2 separate regions of the Ovis aries genome follow, and region 2 is linked to region 1. A link is a contact called in public Hi-C data. All regions are on one chromosome and are shown on one strand. Each heading gives the region's core, a stretch centred on a gene start, on an enhancer-like site or on the middle of the called end of the contact. The rest is flanking DNA. Distances are from core to core; before and after follow the strand shown. Region 1 overlaps EPHB1 (EPH receptor B1). Region 2 holds the start of EPHB1 (EPH receptor B1).

Region 1 (2,696 bases), core at 148-2,647:
CATTTTTAATTTTTAAAGCAATGTCAAGCTTAAAGGAAAGTTCCAAAGATAATACAAATAATATCCATATAACCTCTGCCCAGATTTTTCACTTGTTCTTATCATTTCACCCCACTTCTTTATTATTTGTCTGCTCCCCACCAAACAAGTTTTTTTCTAAACTCTTGGAAGGCCTGCTGCAGATATCATGGCTTTTATTCCCATGAAGTATCCCACATACTTCAGTATATATTTCTGAATTTCCTAAGAATAGGGATATTCGGTTAATAACTGTAATAGTACAGTTGTCAACTTCAGTAATTTAACATGGATAAAATACTTTTATTAAATCTACTGTCTGTATTCTAATACTGTTAACTGACCCTCAATGTCCTTTTTAGCACTTTTTCCTTCTAGTGCAAGATCTAGTTCAGGATCAGATATTGCATTTCGTTGTCATTTGATAAAGTCTCTTTTAATCTGGAACACTTTTACAGCCTTTCTTTGTTTTTTATGGTATTGTCATTGTTAAAGAATACTGCCCCTACTTTGAATAGAAGCTTCCTCTTTTGGGGTTTGTCTGATCTCTCCTCATGCTTAGAACTAGGCTATGCTTTATGCATTACATAAATGATGGTATGTCCTTCTCAGGGTACCACATTTGAGCACATGATGTTCAGCTGCCCCTCATGGTGATGTTAAGAACTGCATATTTCAAGTTTGGGTAGGAAAAAAGTTCACTTCCTAAAACTTTTTTGCCGTTGTATATACTCCTGCCACAGTTTGTGGGATTCCTCCCACCTCCCCATCCCCCTCCTCATGTGGGGACCACCACCAATCTTCTTAGTTTATGCCTACTCAGTACACTGTGCTTGTTAATGCTTTATTTGAAAAAGAAAGCAACACATATTTTTTTTTCATCGTTTTACTTTGAGGTACACTTTAGTATTCTTATATCGCAACAAAGGCTCCCCAAACATCAAAAATGCGGTAGACTCACATGGTCTTTTGTAGGCCTGAACTCACTGGGACTCGGACAGTCTAGAGGTGATGATGAAGCTAGTGGCTCCGTGCTCTGTAAAAGTGAAACAGAAATCAATTCTTTTTTTCCCTTTTTGGATAGACAAGATGTTCCTGGCCTCCATATTCAGGGACATTTGTCCCCATTCTTTCTCATTATCTGCTATGAGGAAAAGGCAGCCTGGGATTAGGAACTGAAGCCGCTTTCAAGTGCCCCCTCCACCTTCTGTCAAGTGTGGGCCCCTGGCCACCATCCTTGCCTCCCTTGGTTCCTGTAACTGATTAAGGAGGGGCTCTGGAGGAGCCCGCCTCCCGGAATGGTCTTTGGGGCTGGCCCTGCCCTCCTTCGCTGCTGCCAGAGAGGACAGGCGGCCTGGAGAACAAGGCTCCCGCCAGGAGGCAGGCAGAGCAGCCTCACTCACACATCTCACACGCTGCCAGCAGCAGCCAGCAGCGCCTCCTGCGCCCCTCTGAGATAATTAAGCATTATTATCCCTATTGGCAGGTGGAGACGGTAAGACAGAGTGGTTAAGTGACTTGGTTATAACTGCTGGGATTGTTTGAGGGAGAAGCCGTGCCAAGAAGGGAGGGCAGTTCAGAAGGCCAGGGGAACTTCAGCTATTTAATGTGACTGATTATTTTAAAATAGCTGCTGGAGGGTGGGAACAGGAAGAGAGGCGAGAAGCGTGGCTAGCGGACATTGGTGAGGCAGCATATTACCCTGTGAATAAGGAAAAGACCTAGTATACCTGTGAAAATGAGTTGCCCCCGTCTGTCGATGCTTACAGAGAGGAAGGAAAACATGGAAGGCCTTAGTCAGCTCAGTGAGGTCGAGGAATAAACCCCACAGGCTTGCCAGAGCGGGACAGAGGTCCCCAGGATGGCCGCGTAGACGGGGCAGCCACCCGCCCTGCGGCCCCTGCCCTCACCGCTCACTGTCTGAGGCCTCGCCAGGTTGCCACGCGAGGTGCAGCCGCGCCTCAGAGCAGCAGGAAGCTCGCAGACAGAGGCAGGACTAGAAGGGGAGAAGCGTGGTTACCTGAAGGTCACAGGGGCGACCCTTGGGGCAAAGTGGGGCACCATCACAGCCTGTTGGCAGAGACAGGAGCCACCGAGACCTGGTCCAGGGCAAGGCAAGCAGGTTGCCTAGAAAAGGAGAGAACTGTGGTTTCTAAGGGTGGGGCTGAGGCTGACCGGCAGCAGTGAAGCTGTGATGATGGCGGCTCCAGGAAAAAGCTCAGTTCCTACCCTGCGCACTGGATCAGCCCAGGAAGGGAAGGGTAGATATCGGGGTGACTGGCTAGCCTCCTCCTAAGCCCTGCTCATCCCTGGATGGAGGGCGAAGAAGCTCACTCTCCCACCCGACCCTCTTGGGGTGAGGGGTGGGGGGTGTTTTTGTTTCACAGCTGGGCAGACACATCCTTGCTCAGCAGGTCCTTGAGGGGTACTGGGTCCCTCCCTGGGTGACCAGCAGTTCGCCTCTGGGTAGGCACAGTGTGGAGAATCTGAAGCAGATTAGACCAGTTAATCCAAATGCTCTCTAGGGGCAGACTTTTCAGGAGCACTGAGAGCGAGGCCCAGGCTTGGGGGTTGCACGAGGAGAGACCAAGCCCCACCATCCCTGCTGATTACCCTGCTGGACTCCGCGCAAAGCGCCCTCCTCAGGGCAGAAGTGGTATTGTTCTCTGCCCCTCTAC
Region 2 (2,696 bases), core at 98-2,597, 430 kb before region 1:
GGAAGCAAAACAATGTCAGAATGGAGATAGGAGTCTGGCTAGGACTGACTGAATAGGAGCAGTCCCAAGCAGAGGAGAGACTGAACATTTCAGGGTGGGAGCTTGGTTTGGCAACGCTGTTAAGAGGAGAGCAGGGAGCATGGACGAGGCCATCACATTTGCCCACTGTCAAGTCATTGACAAATCTGGGAAAGGCTTGGTGGGAAAGAGGTGACTGTCGTGGGGAGGGGTGGCCTAACGGGTCGTCGCTGATCCTAAAGGAGGAGACCATCAGCAGGTTTGGAGACGGGGGCGGGGGCGGGGGGGCGGTACAGTGAGGACGCTTCTCCCGCATAGCGTTACAGCCTCGGGGCAGGTCCTTGATCTTAAGCCGTCTGGCTAAAGAAAGCAGAGCTGGGGAAGCTGGGCTAGGGAGAATCACTCCTGCCTCCAATGCCCGGTCCCCCTCTGCAGTCCTTGTAGTCCTTCCCCCACAGTACGGGGGCCTTCCCCTGCCCACTTCCTTGCAGAGCTCTCCACTGTCCCTATTGCATTACGCCCCTCTAGGGGGTTATGTGACCGCTGGTCATTCCCACCTGACCTGTTTTCTGGGATTGGGGCCCTCAGCGGACGTTCACAGAACACATGGGGAAGTGAGAAGTCGGGGGCTTCTTGGGGAGGAGAGCAGCAGGGAGCTGGATAGGAAGCATATCCCTTGCTCTGCACACTGGGCTGATGCCCCCAGATTCTCTGAACCTCATTCATTCAGTCAGCAGATGCACGCCATGACCTTCGACGGGCCAGGCACTGTTCTAGGCACTGGCTATTCTGCAGTGAACAAAGCACACACGAATCCCAGGAATGAAGACCCCATTCTAGTAAGGAGAGACCCACAATAAACAGGATAGCTATAAAACCACATGTTAGGTGAAGTGCTATGGACAGGAGGAATAAGGTGTACCATTGGGCTTGCATTAAACAGGGTAGTCAGCGTAGTCTTGCTGAGAAGATGAAAGAAGAAAAATTTGATTATTTAAAGCTCACCTAAACCTGGTGGGCTGTAAAGGGAAGGGCCTGGGTCCGTTCCTTCCCTTGGCCCCCTAAATCAGGGCGTGGAGAGCTAGGGCCGGCCTGTGCGGTTCTCCGAGAGCACCACCAGGGGGAGCCCCGACCCCTCCTAGCGCCTTCCGAGCCCTCCCGCACAGCCTTGCAAGCAAAAGTTTTTCTTAAACTAACAATGCCAGTGTAAGGAGGTGCTCGTGCCTGATTGGATGGGGGAATTTTGCAGGTTTGATTCCTTGATTGGACAGGAGGTGTTAGGGGTGGGGAGAGAGCTGGTGGTGGGGGATCCCGCTCCCTCCCCCTTCAGTCTGGCCGGCTCCGTCCTCTCGTAGGCTCGGCTGTAGCTCGCAATGTGACACCAGGACGCACACGCACTCGCGCGCTCTACCCGGCTCGCACTCCCTCGCCCTCTCTCTCTTACACACAGGCACGCACACACCCACCTCTCCCATAAACACACACACACACATGCACACCCACAACCACGCGCGCCCGCACCGCCCCACGCGCGCACACTCCCGCCCACGCCCACGCCGCGCTCCGGGAAGTCCGGTCCCGGCCCGAGCGCGAAAGGATACGGAGAAGCCACCGGCGGGGAGCGCAGCGGCGCCCCGGGACGCGGCGCCCTCCCCGCGCGGCCGCCTCGGCTCGGGCTCGGCCTGGGGGCCGCCGGCCGGCGATGGCCCTGGATTTCCTGCTGCTGCTCCTCCTGGCATCCGCAGTGGCCGCAATGGAAGGTAACGTAGCCTCCGCGGAGCAAGTTGACGGCTGTATCCCCGGGGCTTCTCTGGCTGCTACGCGTCGCCCTCATCCCGAGACCCGAGGGCCGGGTTGTGGGAGAGCGTCGGCCACGACCGAGCGCGGGGCTGGGGCGGCACCCACCCGCGCGCCCCCGGCTGGCTCTCGGCACCCGCAGCTGGTTCGCGGAGCCCCCTGGCTCCCGCGCTCCCTAGCAGCCCTGGTCGCCCGCAGCCTCGGGGAGCACGGAGCCCGCTGCATTGCGGTGCAGGCTCCTGAGCTCCGGCGCAACTGGGCGTTGGGGAAGAAGGGGCGCCTCTGGCCGTCCCGCCGCTGGAGTGCGGGCGTCTGTCCGCTCCCTTCCTATCCCGGGCACCGATGCCCTTAGGCTGCCGCGCGCCACCTCTCCTTTTCCCCCGCTCCGGGTCCGCAGGCTCCGGGACTCGGCTCGGCAGGCTGGCGCTGCGCGCGGGGACCGGAGATGCTCTGCCCTGGTACCCTGCAAGTCGCTGCCGAATGATAGGGGCTGAGTTAGATGGCCCGACTCTCGGGGACAGCTTGGTGGTCCGGGAGCCTACGGGCTGCATTCTTTCCGAGTCAGTCGGGGAGAAGTGGACACCTTTGTGGCCTCTTGCACCTGAAAACGAGGGTGGGGTAGGGTGGGTGATTGGTCCTGCCGAAAGTCGCCCAGTCTCCCCCTTGGCTGGGAAAGGTAACCTATTCGCAGCATTGCTCTCCCGGCTACTTCAGCCTTGACTGTGCCTCCGCCGCCGCCGCGGCGGGGAAGGCGCGCTCGGCGGGCACCGCGCCTGGCGCAGCAGGGAGCTCCGCGCTCGGCGGCGCCCGCGAATCCCTGTGGGAAATCCCTGCCCCGCTCCCGCCTCCCGCCACCCGCCCTCTTCTCCCGCCCCATTCCT

The links. A called contact is a pair of places that touch in the nucleus more often than the background predicts.
Region 2: a Hi-C map of hypothalamus shows a contact between it and region 1, with 6 times the contacts expected there. The contact joins the promoter of EPHB1 here to the enhancer-like site in region 1. A contact is called at or near these places in 2 of 16 Hi-C or Micro-C datasets (hypothalamus and tail adipose tissue).

Annotation. Positions count from the first base shown.
Region 1 is chr1:254,761,967-254,764,662 of ARS-UI_Ramb_v3.0, reverse strand. All of the region lies in intron 12 of EPHB1 (EPH receptor B1), which reads left to right. Among named protein-coding and RNA genes, the nearest start is that of EPHB1, 430 kb to the left of the region's middle. Within about 2 kb of position 1,397, at least 5 of the 54 cell types and tissues checked have an H3K27ac peak or open chromatin away from gene starts, as enhancers often do. A contact at or near this core is called in hypothalamus, where this site is marked.
Region 2 is chr1:255,194,045-255,196,740 of ARS-UI_Ramb_v3.0, reverse strand. It overlaps EPHB1 (EPH receptor B1), which reads left to right and starts at 1,347. Exons shown (of 16, transcript XM_027960197.2): 1 at 1,347-1,778. The coding sequence starts at 1,721. LOC105604319 (a long non-coding RNA gene) reads right to left here and starts at 1,668. Exons shown (of 4, transcript XR_006057184.2): 1 at 1-1,668.